Linked DNA regions of Bos taurus: region 2 is linked to region 1. A link is a contact called in public Hi-C data. All regions are on one chromosome and are shown on one strand. The core of a region is the stretch at or near the end of the contact, and the rest is flanking DNA. Distances in the headings are between cores, read along the strand shown. Region 1 has its middle 30 kb from the start of TRNAG-CCC. Region 2 has its middle 35 kb from the start of TRNAG-CCC.

Region 1 (7,948 bases), core at 1,836-4,335:
CATTTCAGCCCCAATTTTGCAGCTCTGAGCTCTGGCCTCAGCTTCCTTATCTGTAAAATGAGAGCAAATGACCTGCTAAACCTATGGTAAGATGGGAAGGGTGTGACCAGGGCTGTTCCTGGCAAACCAAACACGAGGACAGCATCTAGAAGCCTGGTTGTCTTATAGTGAACACTCGACCAATATTAGTTATTGTTAACTATTCCTCCTCTCATCTCCACAGCCAACCTCTGATAAAGATATTACAAATAGCTTGATTTTTGCCTTTGGAGACAGCAGTGGTGGGGCCAGATCAGGTTCTCAGGACAAGTCACAGTCTGGTGTCTCCAACCTCAGGTCTACCTGTCTGTCCATCTCAGGCAGAGAGTCAAGCAAAGGCGTTCCTGCACCAGGGTGTGCGGGGAGGGGCGTGCAGTGGGGTGACCTCTTAACAAATCAGGGCCAAGAGTCTCTAGAACAAAAAGGACAGACATGGTCCAGCCCACCCTTAGCAGCAAAAATGACTCCCATACTGTAAGCATCATCTCAGGGCCCAATTCCAGGAGGGTCCTTCTCTCCTCCAGTTAAGGAAAGCAGCACAGGCATGACTTTGGCAAGGCAGGAGCCGGAAAATACATAACCTGGAAGGGGACCCTGTCTGTCTTTCTAGGCTGTGGGACTTTTTGACCTCCCCAGTTTGAACCTCGTTTGCCTCACCTGAAAAATGGGAATACACAGAGATTCGTAGAATGGCTGTAAGGGTCAAAGGAGTCAATGAATAAAAAAAGGTTCAGCACGAAATTAGCACCCACAATATGCTTCTAGTACAGCAGGTGAACCTGGAAATTGGCAGGTCTTCAAGATGCAAAGGAAGCATCAAAGAAAACGCATAAGGAAGCAAAGGGGCTGGAAGGAGGGAATGGGCTTTGCAGCCTGGGGACATTTTTGCTGAGTAAGCAATAAAAGCAGCGTGCGTTAATACAGCCTCTGAGCTCAAGGGCTCAAAGGGCTTTAACAGACATGATCTCACTGGGATTTTTTTTTTTTATTAGCTTCTAAGGCAGGTTAACAGGTTCTTCCATCTGCTGAAACAGTGAAACTGCCGGCTCCCCAGCCTCCCCTGACACAGGAGGGACTCGGTGGGGCGGGGTGCCTTTCTGAGCCTGTCTGAGTGGCAAAGACCCACGACCTGCCTTCTGATCTACGATCTGTCACGAGCCAGGCATCAGAGAAGGAAATTAATTTCTTAAAAACTGAATTTACTAGAATGACATGAAAGAAATTCTGTTTTTGTTTTTCTAAAGAGCAGAGCAGGGAGGGAAGAAGGGAGGTTTGGGGCCAGCCCCCTGAGGTTAATCCTGGAAGCGATTCCCAGTCTCAAAATGGGGCAAATAGCCCTCCCCTTGCGGGGGGCTGTTCAGAGGACCCTCGCAGCAAGGGAAGTCTGGGCACGTGGACCCCAGGGATGGCGCTGTTGCTATCACACGGCTCTGTTCCATGCCCCTTCATTTCTCCTTCTGGAAGTCTTCGTTCAGCTCTAGTTTCAAGACCACTCCGTGGCCTCCGGAGGTTCCTGAGACATCAGCCCCATACGGTGAGGCGATCTTCCTTCTGCTCATACTAAGACTGCATCAACTCCACCCAATGGCCTTGCCTGGGCTTCCTGCTCCACAGGCCACTGCTGGGGCTTGGGTAGAATGATGACCACAGCCCTGAACAGTGCAGTGCATAGTCATACAATCATGTCTGACTCTTTGAGACCCCATGGACTGTAGCCCGCCAGGCTCCTCTGTCCATGGGATTCTCCAGGCAAGAATACTGGAGTGGGTTGCCATTTCCTCCTCCAGATCTTCCTGACCCAGGGATTGATTCTGTGTCTCTCGCGTCTGCTGCATTGGCAGGTGGGTTCTTTACCCCTGCACCAACCAGGGACGCCTGTGCGGGGAACCCCTTGCTTTGGGATGACTGAGCAGCACCATGGGGTGGAAAAAGCAGGACTCTCTCTGCAGAAGCCGCGGGGCCCCCTTTGGTAGACGGGGGCTTGAATCCCCACGTGACTGCTGAATGGGATGAGATCACATCTATGAAACGCTTCATAAACTGGAAAAGTGCTGAGCAGGCGAGGGCTATGTCAGCCATCCTCCCACCCCACCTCCCCGCGGGAGGATGCTCCTCTTGGTCACCAGAGAAGTGAGATGGGAGGGAGAGAGTATGGGCTCCAAGGAATCCACGGACCAGACCTGGTCCCACAGCTGCAGCCCGAAGCTGGGCTGGATGCAAAAAGGACAGGAAGCGGGGGGCCCAGGCCCCTTTGAATGGAAGGTCAGTCCTCCCCTGGTCAATCTGTAGTAGTCTCTCCCCTCAGAGGCTCCCTGCCACATCCTCAACCTCTGGCCTGCTCTTCTCCCAAGAGTTCCTTGAGCAAATCCTGCTGAGTATGCTGGGCAACCACACAGCCCTCTCCCTGATGCCCATCTGGGAAAGTGGGAAACTCCGCCCAGCCCTGGGTCTATCCCCTGGAGGCAGCATGGAGCAGTAGGGAGAGTCCAAGCTCTGGAGTCAGGGTACCAGCCAGGCCTGCTCACTTGGGAAACTCTGTCTGCATCTCATTACAGCACAGCCCTGTAGCTGAGCGATCAACAGGCAGACTGCACATACGAGCCAGGGGACCCAGACACCCCCGGGTCTCAGTGTCTCTGTCTGTGAAATGGGCATAATATTAATAGCAACAGCATGCCTTTGCAGGGTTCCTGGGAGTTAAGCCAGGTATCTGGCATACAGTAGCACCTAATAAAGGTGTGACACTTTCTATTGTTAGTATTCACCTGGCTGAGCAGGTATTCCCATCAGTGAAAAGGAGATTAAAAGCACACCTGCCATGGGAGATTATTAAGAGGATTAAATGAGCAGATGCTCATAAAGGGCTTAGCAGTCTCTGACACTTAATAAGTGTTCAACAAATGAGAGCTCTGATGATTCAAGTAGGAGGAGAGGTCCACGTCCCACGGACGAAGTTTTTCCAGGAACCCGGGCTGTGGGAGGAGGGGCTGTACTCAGCCTGAACAGGGAGAGTCTCTCCAGCCAGTGACTAAGGCTCGGGGGCAGGATCCAGCTGCTCGGCAGGCGGGGCGGAGTTGGGCCGATGCCTCGGCTGGCCCACGTTCAGGGTGATGCGTTTTTACCGTAAGGCCCGGGGAACTCCAGAGCCAGCGCCGGCCTCCGGGTCCCTGGGGCCTGACACTCAGCGGCCAGCAATGAGCGATGCTTCGTAAAAGAGGCTGAAACTCCACAGCCCTCAACACTGCAAATGGTGAGAAAGATGAGGATGGAGCTGGCGAGGAGAGGACAGACTCGCGGGTGTCTGTCCATTCAGACTGGCATTCAATAAATGCCACCCTCTGTTTGTTTAACCATCTGAGGTGCTACGATAGCACGGCAGGTCTGGGTGCCAGGCTGAGGTCTGGGACGGGAGCCAAAGTCAATTAAGACCAGTGATGGGGGCGGGGGAGGGCAGAATAAATAGGGAGAGGAGGTTGATGGGGGGTAACAGTGAGGGAGGAACTGGGACCCAAAAAGGGAGGGGAGAAAAGAGAGAAAGATACACACACACACACACACACACACACACGGCTCCAGCCCTCTCTGCACCTAAACAGTAGAGAAAACTGCTTAGCAGCGGGTCCAAAACAGAAGCTTGCTGGCAACAAAACTGAACTGGGAAGGGAGCCGTTCCAGATAAGCAATGAATGAGCCCCGCCCATCTTCCTGGGGGTCAGGGGGTGGGGTGGGCAGGTGGGCTAGAAGGATGCAGGCTGCCTTTGGAGCCCTTCCCCACAGGGTCAGTGCACAAGGACAGGCAGTCCGCCTCCTGGTCGTCCAGGAAACAACCAGAAACTGTGGCTCACGGATGAGACTGGCACAATGGCAAAAACCTCACACAGCAAAGGTGGGTGACAAAGTAGGGAAAACAGGGCTCTGGGGCACGGCGGGCGGGAATGTAAATTGGAGGGGCTGTTCTCGAAAGCAATTTGGTACCATCTGGAACACAGGGAATGCCCCAGAGGCAGCAGTGTCAGCTCTGGGTACAAACCCTAGGTGCGCTCACATGTGCCCCAGGGAACTCAAGGAGGGTCCCCGGCACACACAGTGTGGGGGGGAAGAAAAGGTGTCACGCACAGCATCCCACAGCAGGAGGACAGCCAGTGCTTGAGGAGCACTCCTCAACTAGTCAGCCTTCATCCTCTTCACCCCCGACCCCCTACCCGCTCACTGGCCCACTCCAGGTTCATTTTTATCAGCCCACTGCCCTGCCCTCCAGGGGAAAGCAGAATTCACATGTGAAAACAGAGCGCCAGACTCCCCGGAAAGCTTTTCAGTGTCCTTTCCCCAGGAGACGTTCCCATTACAATGGGGCTTGGACCTCAGCCACGAGCCCAGAGAGGGGAAAAAGCCGATTTCATTCCACTTAACCCAATTTGCAGGGCCCAGAAGACAGCTAATGAGCCCGTGCCCTGAAGTCACTGATACCCTTTTCCAAATCAAGTTACCAAATTGGTCTTAAAATTGCTTCAAAGGGGCCGGGCTGACTGCTCCCAAACAGGCACCCTGCCGGCCATATGGCCACAATTCCCGTGGCTGGCATCTTCCTCCTGGGCACTGGCAGTGCAGCAGACAAGTTGGCTGCCTTTGTCTCCATTTGGGGGACATCCTTCCTCCAGAAGCCTGATCCACCAGAATGGAACTCGCTCGGGTCCCCATAAAAACCACAGGACAGCTGTGGCAGAGACACCCATCAAGGAGGATGCATACGTTTCTCCGCCTCCCCCAGGAACTCAAGGTTCCCCCCTCAACACTGGCATTTGGATGTGCTTGAACCAGGAATGACAGGCATAGGTGAGAACCAGGCCTTCTGTGTGGCTCCAGGTCACTGGGACTCGGTATGACCTCAGAGCAGCCCTGGACACTCTCAGGGACCCGGTTCCACCTGCAGAATTGGGGAGCACACCCCCATGGGGGCTGTGATGGGCTGAGAAGGTGGTGTCACCAGCTTCGGGGCACAGAGCCGGAGTTCAGGCACGTTCCCTCCACTGGCCGGGGGGTCACACGTGGAAGAGGAAGCATTAACGAGAGGCAGCTACAGGAGAGTGAAAAAGAACCGCATCTGAATCCTCTCCTTGGTCACAGGCAGATAATCTGGGTGGAGACGCTGGATTGACCCCTCTAGGCAAGTGGCACAAATTCTCAGAGATCCACTGAATCTGTAACAGGCGAGACCTCGCGACCAGTATGAACTGTCAGGTGCCAGGGTCCACCCTCAATACGTCCATGAGCCACACACAGGGCATTACAGAACTGGGGATACATATCCACACTCCCAGGCAACCAAAAGTTTGTGGGGATGGGTGCCTGGGACTCAGGCGGCCCGTGCAAAGACAGTCACAGTGTTACTGATCCCTGAACGTGGGCCCATAACAGTGGCAGCTCCAGGCCCGGTTCAGAAAGCCAAAGGCCCAGAAGAAGGGAAGGGGTTCAGTCCCTAGAAGAACAAGAGGATGAACCTCCCACAGGAGCAGGGTCCTGGCCCATGTCCACACTCCAGAGCCAAGCCAGTGCTGGACAAGGGGCCAGGCAAGAAAAAGATGATTCTTCCAGGTCAGCAAAGGCGGGTGCAGGGCTGTGAGCTGTGCATGGGGTGGGGAAGAAGGATGGCAAAGAGGAAACAGGCACTCCCCAGATGAGCTGTCCCTAATTTGTGAAAGACATGATAATGGAGATGTGTCAGGATGCTCACATCGACATTACCGTACCAAAATAACAACAACTCACTTGAGAAAGGAATGCATGACCATAGGAAACCAGAGCAGCGGCAAACTGGTTAAATAAAGCATGACATTTCCACCACTAGAATAATGACAGATATAATTAGATTGACTTCTTGTAGCGAGCAGTTGAATTGAAGCAATTTCATAGCATTTAACCTAATACTTTAAGCACTTTTCATGTATCAATTAACTTAATTCTCACAGCAAGTTTTATGAAGTATGGTGGGCAGAATAATAGCCCCTGCCTTCTAAAACCAGAGAGGTACACATTGTCAGGGCTGAGGACAGTGACTGCAGCCATGAAACTAAAAGACACTTGCTCCTTGGAAGAAAAGCTATGACAATGGCCTACCGTGGTTTGAAGGTTCACAGTCATCTGGACGTTAAGCCTCTGTTGGAAGAGTCTCACTGCCAGGGCTCCACTATTCCTGCCTCCTGGAATGGCGTAAACAATGATTCACACCACGGTAGGCTATTGACTGGAATTAAAAAGCAGAGGCATCACTTTGCTGACAAAGATCCATACAGTCAAAGCTATGGTTTTCCCAGTAGTCATAGCACAGATGTGAGAGTTGGACCATAAAGAAGGCTGAGTGCCGAAGAATTGATGCTTTCAAATTGTGCTGCTGGAGAAGACTCTCGAGAGTCCCTTGGACAGCAAGGAGATCAAACCTGTCAATCCAAAAGGAAATCAACCCTGAATACTCATTGGAAGGACTGATGCTGAAGCTGAAGCTCCAGTACTTTGGCCACCTGATGTGAAGAGCTGACTCACTGGAAAAGACCCTGATGCTGGCAAAGACTGAAGGCAAAAGGAGAAGGGAGCAGCAGCAGATGAGATGGTTAGATAGCATCACTGATTCAACAGACATGAATCTGATCAAACTTCAGGAGATAGTGAAGGACGGGGAATCCTAGAACAGGGAAGCCTGGAGTGCTGCAGTCCATGAGGTCCCAAAGAGTCAGACATGACTTATCAACTGAACAATAACAAAATACGGATGTTCAGTTCAGTTCAGTTCACTCAGTCATGTCCAACTCTTTGCGACCCCATAAATCGCAGCACACCAGGCCTCCCTGTCCATCACCAACTCCTGGAGTTCACTCAGACTCAGGTCCATCGAGTCAGTGATGCCATCCGCCATCTCATCTTCTGTCGTCCCCTTCTCCTCCTGCCCCCAATCCCTCCCAGCATCAGAGTCTTTTCCAGTGAGTCAACTCTTTGCATGGGGTGGCCAAAGTACTGGAGTTTCAGCTTTAGCATCATTCCTTCCAAAGAAATCCCAGGGCTAAATATGGATATTACCTCTATGATAAAGGGAACTTTACAGATGTGATTCAGGTTAAGTGCCTTGTGCCTTGAGGTAGGGATTATTCCAGATTATTAGGAGGACAGGGAGCTAATCTAATCATCAAAGATCAAAGAAACTTTCCCTGCTGGGATCAGAGAGATGAGAAAGAAGAAGAAGAATAGACTGGAAGCGGGAAAGCGACTGGACCCACCACTGCCAGATCTCACCACGGGGAAGGAGGTCACCAGCAAAGGGGCGTGGGCAGCTTCTAAAAACAGTGCTTTTTAGATGCGCTAGTGCAGCTGACAGCCAGCAAGAATACAGGGCATCTCAGTCCTACAACCACAAGGACTGAATTCTGCCACAGTCAGCAAGAGTAAGGAAATGCATCCTCCTCTACAGCCTCCAGAAAGGAGCACAACCTGCACACACCTTAATCTCAGCCCAGTGAGACCTGCATCAGACTTCTGAGCTATACTGAATGCATGACAATAAATCTGTGTTGCATTTGTTACGGCAGCCATAGAAAACTAATAAAATGCATTCACAGCCATGAATGCAGATGAGCAGATGAATCACGGTGCCTCAGGCCACACAGACAGCAAGTGGAGAGCCAGGACCCGAGGGTGGCAGACAGGCTCCAGAGACCTCTGGCCTCCTCGACCCTACTCTACAGTCTCATGGGAGAATGATTCCAAATCAAGTTCCCAGAGAGCAATGCATTTTGGACTTACTCTTATCTAAATTTTTTTTTAATATACATAGTTATTATTTTAAAAGACTGAAATTGAGAAAAAGAATACTGATACAAAGCAGCACAATTGCAACTTGCCTCAGGAAAATGAAGGGGGAGAT
Region 2 (7,948 bases), core at 3,193-5,692, 67 kb after region 1:
CAATATGGTTAAATAAACCAGGGTACAGCTACACTATGCCCCTAATTCTGGAAGTACTCAGAGCATTTATTTCTGGCTGGCAGAACTAACATTTTTAGTTTTCTGCATTTCAGAGAGAAGGCCACAGACCCTGGGGCAGCATCCTGGTCTTCCCCCAGCAGCGGCCGTGCGCCCTCAGCAGCATCACGTAACCTCCGTTTCTTGCCCAGCACCACCTCCCAGGGCTGCCGTGGGGTTAAATTAAATGAGTTCATATTGATATTTGCCAAGGGCTTAGAAAGGTTGGCTAGTTCATAAGAAGTGCTACACAATTCTTTGTCAAACAAAACAAAGAATTATTTTATAATAAGGAAAACACATTATCATTTTAAAAGTCAAGGAAAAAACCATTGGTTGGTGAAGACAGCATCACAGAAGCCCGAATATAATGCTGCCTGGTCTCTGTTGTTGCTCTTTGCTTATATTTTCTTTTCATGAGGGTTTCCGGGGGGACTTCCCACCTCGGTGAAGGCACAGGCACAGTTCAGATCCACCGCAAAGCAGCACAAGGTCATTTTATCAGAGGGCGGAGGGTGGGTGACCTGGGACACCAACATCAAAAGGGATGCCCCCCGAGGGGTGACGGCTGGGACCATCTCAGGACCTCCCGGGCCCTGCCTGTCTGCACTCTCCCCGTGTGCCCCAATCCTCCTTCCACCCCGACACATCTGCATAAACAAATGAGACTGCACAGCCTCAAGGACGATCTCCAGGCTCATCTCTCACCTGGAGCCAAGGCCATCACCATCTCGATGGCCTGGCCTATGTCAGAGAAGGAGAGGCGCCCCAGCTGGAGAGGCAAAGATGCGAACGCTGGCTCAGCAGAGCCCTCCTCAAGGAGCATCCTCCAGGACAGCTCTTTGTCATTCCAGCCAGGTGTCTGCCCGTCATCCGCCAACCCCAGGATGCAGGATGCAGCAGAGGAAGGTAGCACCAAGATCAGAGATAATACCCCCCATGAAATTCCTCACCTCCCACCCCCTAACTGGGGGAGGAGAGGATGGGAGCCGTCAGGGCAGAGGAGCTGATGGATCGGTTTTGCATATAAAAGAGCTGCCAGCCGGCAGTCTGGGCCCCTCCTTCTCCCTCTCCGCAAGGGAGCTTCTCCTGCTTCATCTTGCCTGACATCTTGACTTTCAGTTCAGTTCAGTTCAGTCTCTCAGTCGTGTCCAACTCTTTGTGACCCCATGGACCGCAGCACACCAGACCTCCCTGTCCATCACCAACTCTAGGAGTTTACTCAAATTCATGTCCAGTGAGTCGGTGAGGCCATCCAACTGTCTCATCCTCTGTCACCCCCTTCTCCTCCCACCTTCAATCTTTCCCAGCATCAGGGTCTTTTCCAATGAGTCAGTTCTTTGCATCAGGTGGCCAAAGTATTGGAGCTTCAGCTACAGCATCAGTCCTTCCAATGAATATTCATGACTGATTTCCTTAAGGAGGGACTGGTTGGATCTCCTTGCAGTCCAAGGGTTGGATCTCCTTGCAGTCCAAGGGACTCTCAATTTGACTTTGGTGGGGGCCAAACTCAAGCCTGGTAGCATCCCCAGCCTTTCCTCCTGTTCCGGGTGGCTGAGCCCCAGGAAGCTGCAGGCAGCTCTGGAGCAGGACGAGAGCACCTGAGAGCAGCTGAGCTGGCCCTGGATGAAAGCCACTCACTCAGGAGAGCAGCCCACACTCTGCCCTGATACCTGCCAGCTTCAGGTGATGATGGCAGGGAGCTGTCCTGGTTTGGCTTTAAGGAGGCATTTAAATGTCATCCTATGTTGTTGTTCAGTGGCTAAATGGTGTTTGACTCTGCAACCCTATGGGCTATAGCCCTCCAGGCTCCTTGTCCATGGGATTTTCCAGGTAAGGATACTGGAGTGGATTGCTATTCCCTACTTCAGGGCATGTTCCCGACCCAGGGATCAAACCTGTGTCTTCTGCATCAGCAGACAGATTCTTTACTGTCAGATCCACCAGGGAAGTCCATGTCATCCTATACATGGAACCGTGAAACACACACACACACACACACACACACACACACAGTATTAGTGCAAAAGCCCTCGCAGATATAGCATGCCTTCTTCTAAAATGACCACACTGAGACAAGGACCCAGGCCTGCATTCCAAGACTGGGACAGCGAGGTCGAGGTCACCTCCATCCAGCCCCCACTGCTGCCTGACAACCCATTCCTGCAGTAAAGTGGACAGGGGATGGGGGTAGGGGGCGGGTGCTGGCCTCCCACCCAGCACAGCAGCTCAGGAGGGCCTGTCAGTAAAGACTGAGAAAGTGCTGGGCCCTGAGGCCAGGAGCAGCCAGTGTGCAGGACAGACAGGCCATCACTTGAGGCTCGTGTGCACCTGCCAACCACTCCCAAGATGTTTGAAGAAATACCTCCAACAGACCGACAATTGAAACAGTAGGGCAAGACAGGAAGGGTGCCTCCCAGCACCTGACGCACCATTACACTGTTTTCCCCAGGCTGCCGGAGCTGAAGGCTGGGCTATCCGAGAGGTGATGGGCATGCGGCATTTACACAAGGCCTTTATCACAGGATATCAGCATACCTGCTTACCCGAGCCGCCCCCACAAGGTCACCAGGCAGGCCTCTGTGGACCCAGTCACCGAGGATCACACCCAAATACAGGGCTGTGGGCCAGTTGCTGTTTAGTCGCTCAGTCGTGTCCAACTCTGCGACCCCATGGACTGCAGCACACCTGCTTCTCAGTCCTTCACTGTCTCCCGGAGTCTGCTCAAACTCATGTCCATTGAGTTGGTGATGCCATCCAAGCATCTCATCTTCTGTGGCCAGTGCCAATCCCCAAAGGACATTCCCCTTTGCCGATCCCCAGCCCCCAGCCTTCACAGTGCTGGAAATGAAGTGTGGCCCTCAAATGCTTCATCCATCGCATTAGACTCCAGGGCTGTCGGAACAAAAAACCACCAGCTCTGGGCCTTAAATGCACACAAATTAACTGAAAACAGTTCCGGGGATGAAAAGTCCAAAAGGGGTCTCACGAGGTTGTCTAAAGGGTTGTCAGCGGGGCAACATTCCTTTCTGGAGGCTCCAAGAAGGATTCCCCGCCTGACAGCTCGTCCAGCATCTTCAAAGCAGTGATGTAACTTCTCACATCGCATCACTCTGACCTCCTCTTCTGCCTCCCTCTTCCATTTCTAAGGACCCTTGTGATGATACGGGACCCACGGGAAAATCCCAGATAATCTCCCTTTGTTAAGGTCATCCTTCCTTCCACCTGCAATCTTAATACCCCATTGGCCACATGGAATATTCATGGGTTCCAGGGACTAGGGTATGAACATATTGGGGGAGTAGAGGTCATTACTGAAATCTCCTGCCAACTACATCCATATCTATGCCAGGCCTCGAGCTGCTGTGTGTCTGCAAGGCCTCCAGAAGAGCTGCTCAGAAAGAAGCCCCTCAGTTTGCTGCCTACCACCCCCTCCATGAAAAAGCCTGGCCAGCCCTGATCCCAGCATCTCCCAGATGGCTTCAACCACCTCCCCATCCCGAGGGTTTCCCTCCAACAAGTGGTGCAGGGACCCTCCTCTGCCCACTTCACGACGAGGAAAGAGTAACAAGACACCCACCCAGGGTCACTCGGCTTCAAGTAGAAGGCCTGGGGTTGGAACATGGGGTTCCAGCCTGCCCGCTCTCTGCCACCCCGCACCAACCCCAAGGACTCAAACTGGTGCCAGCCTTGCGAGTTCAGCCTCCTGGCGGGGTCCCTCCCAGCACCGGGGCAGCCTCATTGGGTGCTCTGATGGCCCGGGGACCTGCAATGTGAGTTCTCACTGACTCCGCTGACAATTCCCCAAGGTGAGCAATTTTCTGCCAAAGTCAATGTGTGTCCGTTATGGAGGTGGGTGGGCAGAGCACGTGTAAAGGCAGCATCCACCAGGTGCTTGCGAAGTGCCAGGAAGGCGCACCCGGTCGCTGCATCTGCCCACAAGCCTGGTTAGTTCCATTCTCCTGAGGGGAGGCTGGGGCTGCCAGAGGTGGGTACCACGCCCACAGCGGGTTGGCAGCACCAGGATTCCAGTTGGGCAGGTGCTCTCTGCGCTCCATCAGGCCTCCTCCAGCTCTGACCACCAGGAAACCCAGCATTCCAGCCCTCGAGGAAGTTACCAGACCACCCCGAAGATTTCTTCTCCCTCCTTCTGCCCCTCCCCCAGTGCCAATCCACACCCCACCCCAGGCTCCTCCCGCCAGCAGGACAGGTCCTGAGGTGGTGGAACCGGAGTTCTCAGCTGGTTTCAAGCCTCGGCTTGTGACAGAGAAGCTTCTTTCACCTTCCACGGCAGGCCCGCAGGAGCCTCGCCAAGTGCAGGGCTTGAGTGCAGTCAAGCAGAGGGCACGGCTGGCTGTCACTGGGCACTCTCCGGGAGGCCAGTCCCAACCTTTCCCCTGGATCTCGCTCTGGCCTCACTGAGCCAAAGTAACCCGGAGTGACTGATACCAGTGGGGCACAGGGACAAAGCCCTGCCATGCCAGCAGACCTTTGCTCCGCTCACCCAGACACCAAAGCCAAGCTCTGGCTGGCTGCCGAGGCAAAGGGTTCCGGGGGACCCAGCTTAAAGGTGGGCTCACATGCCCGGTCAACTTCTGGGTCAGCCGCATCCACGCAAGGCACTTTACTACTCTGGGCATCCACTCCAAGCCCCGCAGGAGGGGCTGAGGGAACACATACGATGCAGTAAGAGACAAGGTCCGTGCCTGGAGTCTACAGAAGCAGACGTTCAGCAAATGCTCCTACAAACCAATGTAGTGAAGGAGTTGCCAGCCCAACTTCCCCACCCCCAGCAGTTAATCTGGGGGTACCAGGTGGAGGTCTCTAAAGAGCTGACATTTACAATGACACCTGAAAGTTGGCAGGATTTTTTATTTTGCTTATGAGGAAAGGAAGGAAGAAAAAAGGGAGAAGCTCCCGGCAAATACCACTTAGGGAGGAATATTTAAAATTGACAAGAGCTCAGGTTAAGAAGACAGGCGCCCCTGCATTCATTTGTAAAGCATGATTTCGCTCCCACAATCAGATGCAGATTCCATACCCCCAGAAATGGAGGAGGTGTCATTTCCTGGAACCTCATGCCTAACAAAGAGTCCAGTGGGACTCCCCTAGGTCCCCCATCTGTAAAATCCACAAGTTGGTCCAGACAGACCCTACCTATTCATGGGCCGGGGGGTGGGGAAAATCTCCTAAACATGGCAAAGGAAATGACCGGTTGAGAACACACAAGTAGGCAAGACACATGAAAAGCTGGTCAATTACAGCAGTCGTCAAAGAAAAGCAACAGGAACACGGCTTTGTTTTGGGTGTTTGCGGATCACAGAGCTCCATGCCCGCTAAGGAGTTTGCTGCCTGAATTAAGATGCTCACACATCAGGAGTTGCCCCAGTAACCGCTAGCACCAGGTGCGGAGGGGTGACTGGTGAACTGTATACCTGGAGAGTTAGGACAGATGCTATCCAGATCTTCTGGGGGGCTCTGCCAGGAAAACCACCAGGGATATGGGGAAAGGTCTACGCGTTATAGCAGACAAAGCAGAAGAAGATCTGAATGCCCGGATGTGCTAACCTGGCTGAGCTGACCAGGACGGCAATCCTGGCAGCACGAGCTCTGTGCCATGCGAGGTGGGGCACCCGGACGGACCTTCCTCACCTCTCTCTCACATCAGCCCCATGGGGAGAGGGGCTATGATTCTCCTCGTTTTCACAGCAGAAGAAAAAGTGTGTGATGAAACATGGGAAAGGTGCTTAAAACAAGCTTTTAAAACTGAATGACACTGGCAAATGGTCAGGCTGTAATGCTAAGTGAGCAGAGTAGAGATACAAACCTATCGTAAGCAGGACAAGAGGGCCGGAAGGGAAGTGTAGCTATTCCAGAGGGTTAGGATTATAAAACGTCTATATTGTCCATTTCTACAAGTAAGCAAGCTTCAGTTCAGTTCAGTCGCTCAGTCATGTCCAACTCTTTGAGATCCCATGGACTGCAGCACACCAGGCTTCCCTGCCTGTTACCAACTCCAGGAGCTTGCTCAAACTCATGTCCATCGAGTCAGTGATGCCATCCAAACATCTCATCCTCTGTCGGCCCCTTCTCCTCCTGCCCTCAATCTTTCCCAGCATCAGTGTCTTTTCCAATAAGTCAGTTCGTCGCATCAGGTGGCCAAACTATTGGCCACTAAGCAAGTTTGGTGGGGGCAATAAAAAAAGAAAAAAGATTTGCTTGCCTGTGCATGCCCCCACCCCATCCCTGATTCTGTGAGTGGGGCTTAAGTGAGGGTGGGCTTGAAAGGGGAGATTCAGGGCTATTCCACCAGGACATGGCCCACCTCAGCCCACTAGGGCATGTACTTCTCACAGCAGCTGCTAACTCACCAGTCCAGCAACTAGACAAGGGCATGTATGCGAAAGGAGCTCACTTCTGGAAAGGACCACAAGGAGGTTCTTAGCAAAGGAAGTAACTAATGGCTACCAAGACCATACTGTGTATTGGGCAACAAAGATCGAACCAACATTTACAGGTGGGCCTCTGGACCGAGTCCATCCATGCCTTCAAGCAAGGTCATGTCTGACTCTTGCGACCTTATGGACTGTAGCTGGCCAGGCTCCTTTATCCATGGGATTTCCCAGGCAAGAATACTGGAGTGGGTTGCTATTTCCATCTCCAGGGAAACTTCCCAACCCAGGGATCAAATCTGGGTCGCCTGCACTGCAGCAGATTCTTTACCATCTGAGCCACCAAGGAGGGTTGGAAGGAAAAAAGTGATGGAAGGTCAGAAGGAAGCACAGAAGAAAAGAGAGAGGGAAGTGAAACCATCAGAAAGAGATGAAGACGTTGCCAAGACGCCAGCAGACAGAGGCAGCAAGGACACAGATCTCCAGGGGCATCCCAGAGTTCATGTCCTGCCTGTGATTGTCACCAGCCGTCGACATGTTTCAATGGGAAGGGCGCTCTGCAAGAAACTCGCCTGCTCTTGGGAAGGTCACATAGCAGGAGAGAGAGGCACCATCACACAGCCAAGCGATGAACTCGGCAGGATAGTAAGAACTCACGCGCTAGTACAGGGAGGTTATCAACTCCTCTTCTTTCTAAGACCACACAGCAGGCGACCAACCCAGTGAGCCTTCCCAGGTACGCCCTTTCCCACTCCTAAGCCTTCAGAAATCTGTTCCCTAAACACCCGCAGCAGGGATGCCCAGCCCTCCCTGTGTCTCCCAAAGGTGCCTTTGTGGAGCAGCCGGTTCCCGGTCGGATACCGCACCCCAGTGCCTACAGCTGGAAATCCACTGTGCCAGGAGGAGCCTGCGTCCTGCAGCACAACATCCACTGCCAAACCCTAAGCCTCCTCTCTCCATCCAGCAGCCCTGCCCAGATCCCCACACACCGATCCCCGCAGCCCCCGGGGCCCCGCTAGTTCCCGTCACCGCTGGCAGCTGCCAGCCAGTCACGGGGCCCCACGTGAAAGGAGGTGCTCCCGGGTTTTATGTCACTGATCGGCTGGCAGGGCGGCTTCAGTCCCAGGACTCACCACACCCAGATAATACAAGCTTAAGGAGAGGGAGATGACACATTGAAGGAGGGGAGAGAAAGTCCCTCAGGCACCTGTGAGTCAGATGCGTTACTTGCAGGGATGAAGAAGTGATGGCTGAGGGCCTCCCACGTACCAGATGCTTCATCCCGGAGAGGCTCATCCTAACCACCTTGACCTAGGTGCTATCACATCCACTGCACAGATAAGGAAACTGAGGCTAAGGCAGGTTCAATAAATACCAGACCCAAAGGGACTTCCCTGGTGGTCCAGTGGCTAAGACTAAGCTCCCAATACAAGGGGCGATCAAGGTTCAACCTTTGGGCAGGGAACTTGGTCATCCCACATGGAACTAAAGATCTGCAA

Evidence for each region. A called contact is a pair of places that touch in the nucleus more often than the background predicts.
Region 2: a Hi-C map of liver shows a contact between it and region 1, with 2.2 times the contacts expected there. A contact is called at or near these places in 2 of 11 Hi-C or Micro-C datasets (liver and skeletal muscle).

Annotation. Positions count from the first base shown.
Region 1 is chr14:12,486,701-12,494,648 of ARS-UCD2.0, forward strand. No RefSeq gene overlaps it. Among named protein-coding and RNA genes, the nearest start is that of TRNAG-CCC, 30 kb to the right of the region's middle.
Region 2 is chr14:12,551,964-12,559,911 of ARS-UCD2.0, forward strand. No RefSeq gene overlaps it. Among named protein-coding and RNA genes, the nearest start is that of TRNAG-CCC, 35 kb to the left of the region's middle.